2 separate regions of the Mus musculus genome follow, and region 2 is linked to region 1. A link is a contact called in public promoter capture Hi-C data. All regions are on one chromosome and are shown on one strand. Each heading gives the region's core, a stretch centred on a gene start, on an enhancer-like site or on the middle of the called end of the contact. The rest is flanking DNA. Distances are from core to core; before and after follow the strand shown.

Evidence for each region. Capture Hi-C pulls out chosen DNA fragments and counts their contacts.
Region 2: a contact with region 1 is called in a promoter capture Hi-C map of adipose tissue. The contact joins the promoter of Zfp763 here to the promoter of Cyp4f15 in region 1. A contact is called at or near these places in 3 of 39 promoter capture datasets (the HPC-7 cell line, hippocampal neurons and liver), 4 of 115 datasets of contacts at active chromatin or transcription factors (astrocytes, embryonic forebrain and embryonic stem cells) and 2 of 9 other capture datasets (adipose tissue and macrophages).

The regions. Positions count from the first base shown.
Region 1 is chr17:32,683,524-32,690,152 of GRCm38.p6, reverse strand. It overlaps Cyp4f15 (cytochrome P450, family 4, subfamily f, polypeptide 15), which reads right to left and starts at 4,522. Exons shown (of 13, transcript NM_001346538.1): 1 at 4,342-4,522; 2 at 3,896-4,094. The coding sequence starts at 4,355.
Region 2 is chr17:33,029,746-33,036,807 of GRCm38.p6, reverse strand. Zfp763 (zinc finger protein 763) reads left to right here and starts at 3,427. Exons shown (of 4, transcript NM_028543.3): 1 at 3,427-3,526. The coding sequence starts at 3,506.

The DNA of each region.
Region 1 (6,629 bases), core at 3,273-5,772:
ATGCTGCTCACCCAAGGGGGCTCCCATCCGGCTCCTCTTCTCTCAACCTAGACCCTGATCCTGGGGCCCCTCTGCCCACCCCACACCTACACAGTTTCTGGACCTTTTTTATAGCCACTCAGCAGGGCAGATAGCATGGCAGGCTCATGCACAGAGTATATACAACAAGGGTCCCTTCTGGCCTCTTGTATACACATCCTGACCCCAAGTACCAGGAAAGCCAGGCGGTCCTCACTTCTCCCATGATGGAAAGAGCAGGCTAGACCCATGGACCAAAAGCCTTTGTTCTCAGAAATGCCTTGTGGCACCCGTGCTCCCCAGTGTCCACTCGGCCAAGGCTTCCTAGGAAGTGGGGAGTACTGGAGGTCACCCAGCCCTAACTGGGAACCCCCAGCCTCTCTTCCTTTGCTCAGGCCCGCCAAGCATCTATCCTGATCCCAGGGACTCTGTTTTTCTTACTAGTTGCTCCAAGGGTCCCTCTTGGTGGTCCACGGGAACACCAAGAGTGCCCGTTCCTGGCTGTCCCACCACTCTGAGGGTTTCTGTTCTCCACATGAGTGCAATATTCCATCCTTGGTGGTCATCAGAAGAGATGACCACCAGGGTCCTGCTCACAGCCAGGGAATCAGGAAGATGGTGACTTAAGAATCAAGACCAGGGCTGTCACTAGAAAGGCTGCCCAGAACCCCAGTACCCAGGAGCCCCAGAGCAAGTAGAAAGGCTGTTGTCCTGTGTGCTACCTTCTCCGCGTTTCTTCTGCCCTCTGCTGAACTGTCCTCTTGCTCTGTCTTTATCTTTAGGTCCCCCCCATCCTTTTCCTTTCTTTCTGTGTGTACACACAAACGGTGTGACTCCTCCTCCCCAACTGTGGCTAACGTGGTAAAAAGCACGAATCTTGTAAATGTGTAAACTAAGAAGCTGGTTGGTTGGTTTGTTGTTTTTTTTTCAATGTAAACACTAAATACAAAAACAAAAAAACAAAGGTTTTATGAACAGCAGACTCTATGTAAAGGCATTTTACTATTAAATTTTTTATTGATAACTTGCTTAAGAATAAATATATGACTATTGTACAGGAAAAAAAATATTGCGACCCTTTAATACAGTCCCTCACGCTGTGGTGACCCCCCCACCATAAAATTATTTTGTTGCTACTTCATAACTGTAATTTTGCTACCATTATGAATCATAATATAAATATGTAATATTTAATATGCAACCCACATATCAACCTGTGTGTGGAGACCCCTATGTTGAGAACTGGTAATATAGAGCAATTAGATGAAGAAATCTCAATCTCGTTTTCTGACTGCAATAGCCATCTTCTGCCCACAGACATCACAATGCAGGTTGTTGACTTTTGGACTCTTGTTGCAGGCTATTCGATCACACTGTGAACCCCAAGTTAATGTCGTCTACTAGAAAAAAAATGTTTCTAGTTGTGTTGTGGCTCAGCCCTTCCCACTCACCTTTGATACCTCTGATTGGAATAGAGACGTACCCTTAGCACACACCTTTAATTCCAAACAATAAAGGTAAAGTTAGTTTGTAGAAAGAAGCACCCATGTTTGACTGGGTGCCATCATTAGACTGGTGTCTAATTGAGTGGCAGACAATGTGGTGAATCATAGAAAGAGGACAGGATATGCCCAACTCTCAGGAGAAGAAAGAGGAAGGGGAAGCTTCATAAGAGAACAGTGAAAAAGAAGAAAAGGGAGAGAGAGAGAGAGAGAGAGCGAGAGAGCGCAGATTAAATCAGTCAGAGGAGAGGAGTTTGAGACAGAAGAGCTGGGTTAAAGCAGCCAGTCAGAGTTCAGAGAAAACCAACAAGGGTGAGCTTATTCGGCAGGAAATCTCAGAGGCTGCAAACTTCTAGGCCTAGGTAAGATTGTACAGAGACCGGAAGTAGGCCTAGGTTAGCAGGTGGAGGCAGTAAGCATCAGAGACAACAATTCCTCATGTGAATAAAAGTTACATTTACAGATTCAACCCTATCCCACCGACTCCTCCCTCCCCTAAGGATCTCCCCATGCACAGGATGCCAACCCTTTGCCTCAGAATTATTTGCAGGCTGGCTTCCACTTTGCAGATGGCATGTTGTAGCATGCTTAGAACCCACAATATATAAGTCAATGACCATAACACAATGTACCCCCTCTCTCTGCCCTCACTCTTTTATATATATATGTGTGTGCAATGTATAGAATTTATAAATGTATCATGCATCTCTCTCTCTCTAAATATATATATATATATATATATATGTATATATGTGTGTATATATATGCACACACATGTGTATATATAATTATTTGAATATAATCATGTGTTGCATAATGATGTTCTTGTCACTGACACACTACATATGTGTGGTCCTGGCCCTATAAGCTCATAATGGACCCAAAGAATTCCTATGCACAATATCTTTATTATTGTTATCCTATATATAGATGTATTTAGATACATAAACACCATTGTCTTACAAATACCTACAATATTTAGGACAGCAACATGATGTGAAGATTTGCACAAGTAGCCTACACTATATGGGTTTGTGCTGAGTCCTGCTCCATCTTTCTCAGGGTTATGGCTGAGTCTCAAGGGTCTATCCCAGGGCCAATGGAGAAGGTATACAGCCTACGTCAGAGATAGCCACCTTGGCTTGCGAAGATGAATGTTCTCTGGTGGTATTAATTTCAGCCCCAGGGACCATCATCAGGGAAGGTCTCAACCGGGACTTAGGGGTGTCTAGGCAACATTGAAGCCTGTTAGTTGTAATTGACAACTTGACAGGGCCTCTACTCACCTGAGAAGGGAGTCTCAGTTGCATGGTACTGCCAGATCAGAGTGGTCTGTGGGCACATCTTTGGGGGACTGTCTTAATTGTTAGTTGATTTAGAAGCACCCAGCCATTCTACCTGTCACCATTTTCTGCACAGATAGTTCTGGACTGTATTTTTCAAAAGCTAGCTAAACATGTGCTTGAGAGTGAGCAAATGGGCAGTGTTTCTCCACGCTTTCTGTCTCAAGTTCCTGCTGGAGTTCCTACCTTGACTACCCTCAAACAAACTTTTTCCTCCTGAGGTCACTTTTGGTCAGTGTTTTATCACAGCAACAGAATGAAAACAAAACTTGGATAGGTCTGCAGTTCCAACTGTGCAAAAGGTCTGCAGAGCAGGGACTAGTCAACTCCAGGACAAGAGGGGACCACTAATTCTCTAGGAGGGCAGAAACTCCTACCTGTGAGGCCCCATGCTCTCACCAAACATCACCCTGCGTATGATGTCACTGATGTGTACAGATGTTGTGAGCTTCGGTGTTTGCAAGTGAAGCAACTGAGACCGAGTCACCCAAAGGCAAGAACAGACTTGGTCAAAATCTAAGGCACGGGGTCAAGGAATGCTTACGGGAGGGTGAAGAGACAACTCTTATCTCAGTTGGGCAACAGGACTCAATGGTCCATCTTAGGGAAGAACTGACAGCTTTTAAGTAAAAAGTGCTTCAGGAACAAGAGGCAGGAAGACAACCCATAACTCTCCTGCTTCATGGGTGGTAGGAGAGGAATACCAGAGATTACCCCCAGGCAAACATGGAAACCCTGATATGGATTGACAGAAAAATGGCATTGACGTTGGACAGAGCTTCCCAAGAGGCCTCAAGTCCAGCAGACAATGAGGGAACCCCAGGGGTCCTCACTCTGTATTGTCTACCTTGGAAGTGTCCACCAGTGTAAGAAAGATGGACTAGAAATTAATCCAGAGCAAAGTAGGGGTGGAGGCAGGGACATGAGAAAAGCTAGTGAAGGATGCTGGAGGACTTCAGACCCATCCCCTGAGGTCCATTCCTGGTCCATTCTCTCCAAAATACAAGACCCACAATATATTGCTGCACTCACCATGCCTAGGTGACCCAAGAACCAATTCCATTTGGGGGGTTGAGGGAAATCACAAAGATGATGATATGTTCTGTAGAAGATATAGGTCTGAGTCAGGACACGGGCCAAGAGCCAGGAAGCTCCGATCAGCAGCAAAAGCAGCCATGGTGAGGATGCCTCCAGCCTCAGTCCCAGCCAAGACAGGTCCAACTGTGGCATCCTGTGGGGCAAATGGACAGACAGTGAGACTGGGAGGTTGGAAGAAGGTTGGGGCCATCAGGCATAATGGACCAGGGATATGAATAATGAAGGCTGTTTGTAGGAGGAGAGATCCATGGGGTGGAAATAGGCAGTAATATGGAGGAAGAGGAGGTGGAGGTAGAGGAGGAGGAGGAGGAGGGAGAGAGGGAGAGAGGGAGAGAGGGAGAGACCCAAAATTCCTGAATGAAACTGCCAGGAGATGTTACCTGAAAAACCCCATGTCTGAAGCCAACAGGATCACTCTGACTTTTTGGCTTCAGATAGCTGGTTATCTAGAAATAAGCAGCCAGGTTCAGGCTTAGAGTTCTCTTTAACCTACTCTTAGCCAGGCACCTTCTCTCAGGAACAGTGAGTTTCCCACGGTTCTCCTTCCTTTAGAGTTTCTTTGTTCCTGGCTTCTGCTCTGAAGGAGGCTGAGCTCAGTTGTGTCAGCCAATCCTTCACAGGCCCAACTGCCTCCTCCCCTCTGGGGCAGAAGGCCAAAAGGAGGGGGTTGGGTCAGCAGGGTACAGAGTGAAATCAATTCAGGGTCACAGCATGAACACCAGAGCCTTAGAACTTGTTCCCTCTCACATCATGGGGGAGGGCGGGGGGTGGGGGGGTGGGATGGAGGATGGGCATGGGGATGGAGGTTGAGGGCAGGAGAGATTTGGGAGCAAAACTCTGAGGTTAGCAGAGGTAAGTCTGAGTCTAACATCCACAGCCAAGTAGGGGTATCCCTACGCGTCAGAGACTCGTCAGAGACGACAGTGTATCTAGCAAAATCATTAACAGGAATTCTCCTGCTAGGAGAATGCAACCAGGCCAGGCTTGGTCACAGACCATCTCCCAAAGTCCTCTGCACTGGACTGCACTCACAGCATGTACCTTTTTTTTTTTTTAAATACACAATATTTTATTAATTTGTTGTTGAGAATTTTATGCATAAAATGTGTTTTGATCAGACTTGCCTCCTACTCTCCCGCTTAATTCCTTCCAGATTGGCTCCTTACCCACACCCCTCCCTTTTTTTTTTTTTTAAATAACTTACTGATTCAAATAGGTGTAGTGCCTATCAGGGACAAAAGGCTTACCAGTGATCAGACCCTCAGAGAAAGCTGACTCTCCCACCACCATCAGCTGCCAATAACTCCTCAACTAGGGGCTAGGGCTCACCATCCCTTCCCCAGTGCTGGAATGTTGGTTATCTTGAGCTTGGTGTTATCTTGGGTTCACTGCAGCGTCTGTGAGCTCACTAGAGCAGAGGTCCTACCATACCCAGAAGGCATTGTTTGGTCCTATTCTTCTAGACTTCTGGCTCTTACAGTCATTTCGCTCCAACTTCCACAAAAATCCTTGAATCTTGTGGGGCCCATGTGGGCGTGGTATAGTTTCACTTAGAGACAAGTTCTGCTCACTGCACAAAGAAACTTCTCTCATGGGGTCTGAGACCTGCATGTAGCCTTTCATGGCACAAAACTGGGAGGTCCAGGATGCCTCTGCCTACCAGCTACACAGTCAGGCAAAATTCAAATGCTGCTCTGAAGCAGCTCAGGGTCTGGAGAGAGCCACTACTCTCTGGAGCAGCAAAAAGGAGTACAGCCCAATGACCAAGTCCCCAGGTCAGATGCCAGGAGTCAGCAGCTCAGCTGGGAGAACATAACTTAGGTTGACCTATATGTGAACTGAGACATGGTGAGAGGGAGGAGACATGTGATGTTGAGGTGGAGAGCAGCCCTGAGCAGACAGGTACAAGCAGAACACAGCACTGGTCACACAACAGCCTTGAGGGTCAGTCTGTACAGGCCACCTTTTTTGAGGGCCACTTATTGATTTTGCAGCTGCGTAATCCAAGCTCAATGAATCACTGGCTTTCAGGGGTTCCCCCACTTCCACCTCCTTTTCTACAAAAGTACTAAGATTATGCATGTGTGCAATTATGCCCGACTTTCTATGGGCTCTGGGGATTTGAACCTAGGCTGTTATGTTTGCACAAGTGTAATACCCTCTAGGGTTGCAGGAACAGTTTTTTGCATTTGTTTGTTTGTTTGTTTGTTTGTTTTAATTAAAGGTTTAAAACACAGGGAAGAAATGTTACTGGAGATCTTGGGGAGTTCCTGAAGACTAATCATATGTTAATAAAAGAATTGCTTCCCCATTTTTTTTTGTCTCAATAATTAAAGTGTCGTCGTTTGAGTGAGCTACATCTCCCATAGTCTAAGGCATCTGACGACTTTGTTGTTGCAGGATATTTGATAACACTGTGAACCTTGAGATAGTGTAATTTACTGGAAAAACCTGTTTATAGTTGTGACTTGGCTCCACCTTAGCACTCACCTTTAATCCAAGAGCTTTGTGCTTGAATACTGTAAACAGGATTAAATAAAGTCAATCTTAGGTCAAGAGGCAGAGCAAGCAACCAGTTGACCGGAAGTGAACATAGGATTATTAAGAAAAAGCCATAGAGAGTAACAGGAAGTCAGGAAGATGGATAGAAAGATGCATAGGAAGTAGA
Region 2 (7,062 bases), core at 2,178-4,677, 350 kb before region 1:
TTTATTCTTCTGTGTTAAGATGAAAATTTCTGTAAATATCTGTTAGGTCCATTTGCTTTATAAGATCTTTTAGTTCCAGTATTTTTCTATTCATTTTTTGCCTGGATAACCTGTCTATTGGAGAGATTGGGTATTTGAAGTCTCTCACTATCAGTGTGTGAGGGACAATATGTGTGTTAAACTGTACTAGAATTTCTTTTACAAACTTTGGTATCCTTGTGTTTGGTACATAGATTTTAAGAATTGAAATGTCATCTTTGTGGATTTTTTTCTTCCAGTAGTATGAAGTATCCTTCTCTATCTCTTTTGATTACTTTAGGTTTGAAGTCTATTTTATTTGAAACTAAAATGGCTCCGCCAGCTTGCTTGTTAGGTTCATTTGCTTGGAAAATCTTTTTCTACCCCTTTACCCTGAGGTGATGTCAATTCTTGATCTTGAGGAGTTGTTCTTATATACAGCAGATGGTGGATCCTGGTTTTGCATCCATTTCGTTAGTCTGTCTCTTTTTATTGGGGGATTGAAACACTTAATATTTAGAGATATCAATGACCCATTGTTGATTCTTGTTATTTTGGTTGTGATAGTGGAGAAGAAGAGACAGAAACAGAGACATACAGACAGAGACTGTGTGTGTTTCCCTTTTTTTGATTTTGCAGGTCTGAGGTTATTTTATTCTCTGTGTTTTCATAGGTAAGTTAATCTTTATAGGTTGGAATTTTTCTTCTATCCAGGTCCTTCAGGTTTTTGGAGTCTCCATTGAGAAGTCAGGTATAATTCTAATATATATACCTTTATATTATAATTGGTCTTTTTCCCTTGCAACTTTTATTTTATTTTATTAGATATTTTCTTCATTTTCATTTCAAATGCTATCCCGAAAGTCCCCTATACCCTCACCACCACCACCCTGCTCCCCAACCCACCCACGCACGCTTCCTGGCCCTGGCATTCCCCTGTACTGGGGCATATAATTTTTGCAAGAACAAGGGCCTCTCCTCCCAATGATGGCCAACTAGTCCATCTTCTGCTACATATGCAGCTAGAGACACGAGCTCTGGGGGTACTGGTTAGTTCATATTGTTGATCCTCCTATAGGGTTGCAGACCCCTTCAGCTCCTTGGGTACTTTCTCTAGCTCCTCCATTGGGGGCCCTGTGTTCCATCCAATAGATGACTGTGAGCATCCACTTCTGTATTTGCCAGGCACTGGCATAGCCTCACACGAGACAGCTATATCAGGGTCCTTGCAACTTTTAATATTCTTTTTGTTGTTGTTCTGTATGTTTAGTGTTTTGATTATTATGTGGTGAGGAGACTTTCTTTTCTGGTCTAGTCTGTTTGGTGTTCTCTATGTTTATGGGCATGTCCTTTATATTAGGAAAATTTTTCTTTGATGGTCTTGTTGAAAATATTTTCTGGGCCTGTGAGGTGGGATCCTTCGTCTTCCTCTATTTTTATTATTCTTAGGTTTGATTTTTTTAATAGCCGTCCTAGATTTTCTGAATGTTTTGTATCAGGACGTTTTTAGATTTAGCATTTTCTTTGTCTAATGTATTCATTTTTTATTGTATCTTTAATACTTGACATCCTCTTGTATTCTGGTAGTGAAGTTTGCCTCTGTAGTGCATGTTTGAATTCATTATTTTTTTTAATTTCTAGAATTCCCTCAGTTTGTGTTTTCTTTACTGCTTTTATGTTCATTTTCAGGTCTTGAACAGTTAAATTTATTTATTTCCACGATTTGTGTGTGTTTTCTTGGCCATCTTTAGAGAATTTATTTATTTTCATCCCAAGAACATCTATCATCTTCATACAGTCAGTTTTATGGTCTTTTCATTGTGCTTCAGCTATGTCGGATTGAATATTCAGGGCCTGCTGTGGTTAGGATAGTTGGACTTTAGTGGAGACATGTTGTAGCCTCACTGTTATTGGTGGTGTTTTTATGATTAAGTGTAGGCATCTGATTTTGGATGAATTACAGATCCAGGTGCTGACTTCTGGATTTCTTTGTTGGATTTCTTTTGTTGGATTTCTTTTGTTGGATTTCTTTTGTTGGATTTCTTTTGTTGGATTTCTTTGTTGGATGGGTATTTCTCTCTTGGTTTCTAGTTCCCCTCCAGATTTTCTGAGTCTGGTGGGGGGAAGGGGACCTCATAAAATTGCAAAGCTTCTGTAAGGCAAAAGACACTGTCAATAAGACAAAAAGGTAACCAACAGAATGGGAAAAGATCTTTACCAATCCTAAATCTGATAGGGGGCTAATGTCCAATATATGTAAAGAGCTCAAGAAGTTGGACTCCAGAAAATCAAATAACTCTATTAAAAATTGAGGTACAGAGCTAAACAAAGAATTCTCACCTGAGGAATACCGAATGGCTGAGAAGCACCTAAATGAAGGTGTTGAAAGAGGTTGCCACCACCACCACCACCACCACAGGAAGCAATAGAAGGCATCCTCTGTGAGTTCCCAGACTTCCTAGTTGTCTCTACCTCAGCACTACAGAAGGGCTGTTTGTCACTGTGATGTTGACGGTTGTGATGTATGTGTATATTTGTAGATGTAGACATCCCTCTGGATTTTGAGCCAAGGAAATTTTTTGTCTGAATTGAAGAGTTACTCTATATATGTCTTGAATTCTATGTTGAATATTACTGCTATGTAACTTCGTGTTTCTGTAATTCAATAATTGTATTCATTGGTTGTTGCTCTAATTTTATTGATTAAAAAAATGGATTGGTTGAGTAGCAGTGCATAGTGGCCCACACCTTTAAATTCCAGCATTCTGGAAGCAAAGGCAGTTGGATTACTGTAAATCCGCGACAAGCCTGGTGTATATGGTGAGTACTTAGACAGCCACAGCTACATAGCAGAGATTCTGCCTCAAAACAACAATAAAAACAAGCAAACAAAATCAATAAATTGAAACATAACGTGTGAGAGAGCTTTACAACACTTTTACCTCATTCCAAAGTCATGAGTTTGCATAGTAGGATCTCCTGGTTCCTGTCTCTGGACAGATCTTTGATTCTGTGGGTCTTCCCATTAAGAACTTGAATCAAAAATGTGCAGGGCAAACTTGGACACTGTAATCAAAGCAGTAGAGGGCCCCAGAGTTCACAAGAACAAAGTGCATAAAGTAGCCTGTTCCCCTTAAAGGCAAAGTTATAAAACAGGTCGGAACCGGCTTAGTCCACTTAAAAAACAAAAGGAAAACAAACAAACAAACAAACAAAAAAACTGGCGTACAAAAGAATCCGCTATTCTAACTGCACTGGGAAAGAGGAATGTTATTAATTAAGGCATTTAAGCTCAAGGCTGTCACTATCTTTCCTCAATCAGGGATGCTGTTACTGCTATTCATGAACTGTCCAATGACGAACCGGTACATTCGGAAGGTCCCGCCCTTGCCGCCATGTTTGAGTCCTGTGTTGTTGAGAAGGTCTGTGGTGGTGTTGGGGCTGGACTATATCTCCTGTATTTAGGCCTATTAGGAAGAACACCTGGATGCATATGAAAGAGGAAATGGTGAGTATGCCTTGGGCTCCTGGAGTCGTAAGTGAAAGCTTTGTGACACTGCAGTCTGTGGCGCTGTTGCCTGCCGTTCCCTTGGTGCTGTGCAGCCTAGTGTGCCTTGGAGCGGGACACTGGAATTGTGCGCAGAGCAGGCGACCGGGCACCGGAGCCCGCTCTGTTCTGTCCTAGGGAAGCTACTTCGTTCCAGGCCCCTATCTTCATGGGGTTAGTCCTCACCTGGAACCTGCGCCTCCGCAGACACTGCAGCACTGCAGGTTGGTGACGCGGAGTCCAGACTGTGGTGTAAGGGGACTTGGGTGGTGTGAGCAGTTGCTCGTATGCCTTATAGGCATATCTCTGCTGCTTTCGATTCTTTTCTCTCATCGCCTTTGTAAATTATATTCTTCACAGTACTGCAGTTGAACACTAGGCCGGGAGAACTTATTAATCTCTCTCTCTCTCTCTCTCTCTCTCTCTCTCTCTCTCTCTCTCTCTCTCTCTCTCTCTGTGTGTGTGTGTGTGTGTGTGTGTGTGTGTGTGTGTGTGTGTGTGTGTGTGTGTGCGCGCGCGCGCTGCCCTTTAAAGATGAGATTAAAGAGTATTTAATTGTGCCGTCTGTGAGTAGGCCAAATTTTTCAATCTTAGAGAAAGTAGAGAAGTACAATGATGGGTTTTTTCCCCCTGACCATTTCTGAAGCCAAAATTCGGGTTTTTAAAAAGCTTTCCTAGACTTCGTTTTTGTGAGCCCTGTAAAGTAGATCAGGTGCTTGCCAATCTACATCGTTTGCTTGTGTGCTGGAGGCCGGTTCTCCAAATAGAAGAAATTGTGACTAAGAGTATTTGATCAGTATTTACCAGATGACATTCTTTTAGGGGTGTGGGGGAGTTGGTATTTTCAGTAGAATATTCATTTGAACAGTATTATTTCTGCCACTTCGTGGACTTGAGTATTCTATTTCTTTACTATTTGAAGTTGTCATCGCTGAAGTCTTTTTACCCTTTTACTGGGCTTTATTTCTAATTCTTTTCCCGTTACCATGAATGGTATTTTGTTTCTGATTTTCCCTTCCACTCTAGTCTTTATTGGAGTAGAGAAATGACATTGCTTACTGTATATTGATTTTATATCCTGCTATGCATAAAAAGTATTAAATAATACAAAGAAAATGACTACTTTTTAAAATTCTCTCTGTATTGTATTCATGCTCAAATTGATGGGAACGTTAGCAGGTACTAGGTAATTTTAGCTAATTATAAGTAAAATAACAATTTTAGCTAATTATAGGTAAAATAATGAGCAGTTACATACTAAAATGAGAAGGACCTTGGAGAGGGTAACATTGTTATGAAACATGGTTATAGTTATACTATTATTTGAAAATAAATTTAAATTACTTGTACAATGAATTTTTTTAAAGTCTTGGGACACAGTATTTAGAAAAGAGCATTTTTGATTTTCTAATAGAATTCAAAGAGAAAATAATACCAAAGTAAAATGAAAGTGTAGGATCTCAAGAGTCGGATGACTCAATTGTCAAGAATGCTTACCACTTTTGCAAGGGAACCTGGATTCTGTTCCCAGAGCCAGGTTGGGCAGCTCACAAACACTTGTAAATCCAACTCCTGACATTCTTCTCTGGCCTCTAGAGCCTGCACACAAATTGTAAACACACAACCATACACAGACACACATATTTTTTATGTGTATAAAAAATAAATTAAAAAAAAGGAAATCAAGCAAAATATAGTTATATAGTTTATTGCAATAAGAGTTACACATTAAAGACATACAAATGTTTGTTAACAATTGTCCATTCGAATGTCAGGTGTGTGTGTGTGTGTGTGAGTGTGTGTGCAAGCAAGTGCGCATGTGCCTGTGCCCATGTGAGGATGCATGCTCAAGCACACCACGTACAAGGGGGTGATTAGAGTAGAAGACCTAACTGTCTTCCTTATATGGGAAAAATAATCACATATAAGAGAAGGAGTTTAGAAATGGTGTTGAGGGGATTAAAAATATGAGCCATTGCTGATCATAGTGAAATCCTGAAATTCCAGCAGTTGCCTCTCAGTTAATGGTGGGGCTTTGGAAGCCACTCCCAAGTCCATTGCTGGAGTTATTTTACTGGCATGATTTCATGCAGTATTTGTGTGGGTAACCACAAGCTATTGTTAACTCGTGTATGCAGCAGCCGTGCCATGCACTGAACACAGCATTTCACGGTACTGCTCATATCCTCCAGTCATTATATTTTCAATTCAGGAGTGGGGTGTTGCTGGGAATAGACCTGACCGTGTTTTTGTTTGGAGGAATGTAGATTTGGGGACTTGGGATTTGCAAAGTCATGGAATGCTTTAAGTGGGACTTAATGGGCCATCCTAGCAGGAATATGGAAGACATTGGGCTGAGGGTGATTCAATCTCTGGAGTTCGTTCTTATGATGTTTTAGTGAAGAGTGTTGCTGCCTTTTATCCTTGCTTAAAGAGTCTGCTGATTTATACTAATTGCATTGACAAAGGAAGTCTCAGAAAAGCTCAGCATAGACTTTGCCCTCTGGTGTACTCTCATGGAGAGTATTTTAATCAAGATTAGCCACCTTAGGAAGGAAAAATACAAAATGTTTGGTTTAAGTAATAAAAGGGACCAGGAAGTACAATTGAGCTAAATCCTGTATTTGAGGAGATAAACAGATTAAGGGAGTGCTTACTTTAGAACAAGATCCTACCTGCTGAGGAAAGCTGCTAATAGGGAGTGGAACCAGCCCCAAATAGTGAATTTTGTTGTTGCTGAATGCCAGATCTGTCAACAACTATCAACAAGGATTAAAGAAGTTAGAGATATGAAGAGTGCTTTGACATTGGACATGGAGTTTGGAGTTTGGCCAGCTGGTATTTTCTTGCTTTGGTCCAGTATTTCCTTGCTATGATGTTTTGCAATAATTATGTATATCCTGTGCCATAATATGTTGGAAGTATACAATCTGTGTTTTGATTTTGATTTTATAGGAGATTACAGTTAAGAGATTACATGAATCTCAAAAGAGACTTTGAATTTTGAACTTTCAACACTGATGTGACTGAGGGCTAAATAACTTTAAAAGTTCCACAGTCTTTGCAAATTCTTACTGTACTGGCTAGTTTTGTGTCAACTTGACACAGCTGGAGTTATCACAGAGAAAGGAGCTTCAGTTGAGGAAAGGCCTCCATGAGATCCAACTGTAAGGCATTTTCTCAATTAGTGATCAAGGGGGAAATGCCCCTTGTGGGTGGGACCATCTCTGGGCTGGCAGTCTTGGGTTCTATAAGAGAGCAGGCTGAGCAAGCCAGGGGAAAGCAAGCCAGTAAAGAACATCCCTCCATGGCCTCTGCATCAGCTCCTGCTTCTGGACCTGCTTGAGTTCCAGTCCTGACTTCCTTGGTGATGAACAGCAATATGGAAGTGTAAGCCGAATAAACCCTTCCCTCCCCAACTTGTTTCTTGGTCATGATGTTTGTGCAGGAATAGAAACCCTGACTAAGACAAATTGGTACCAGCATAGTGGAGTATT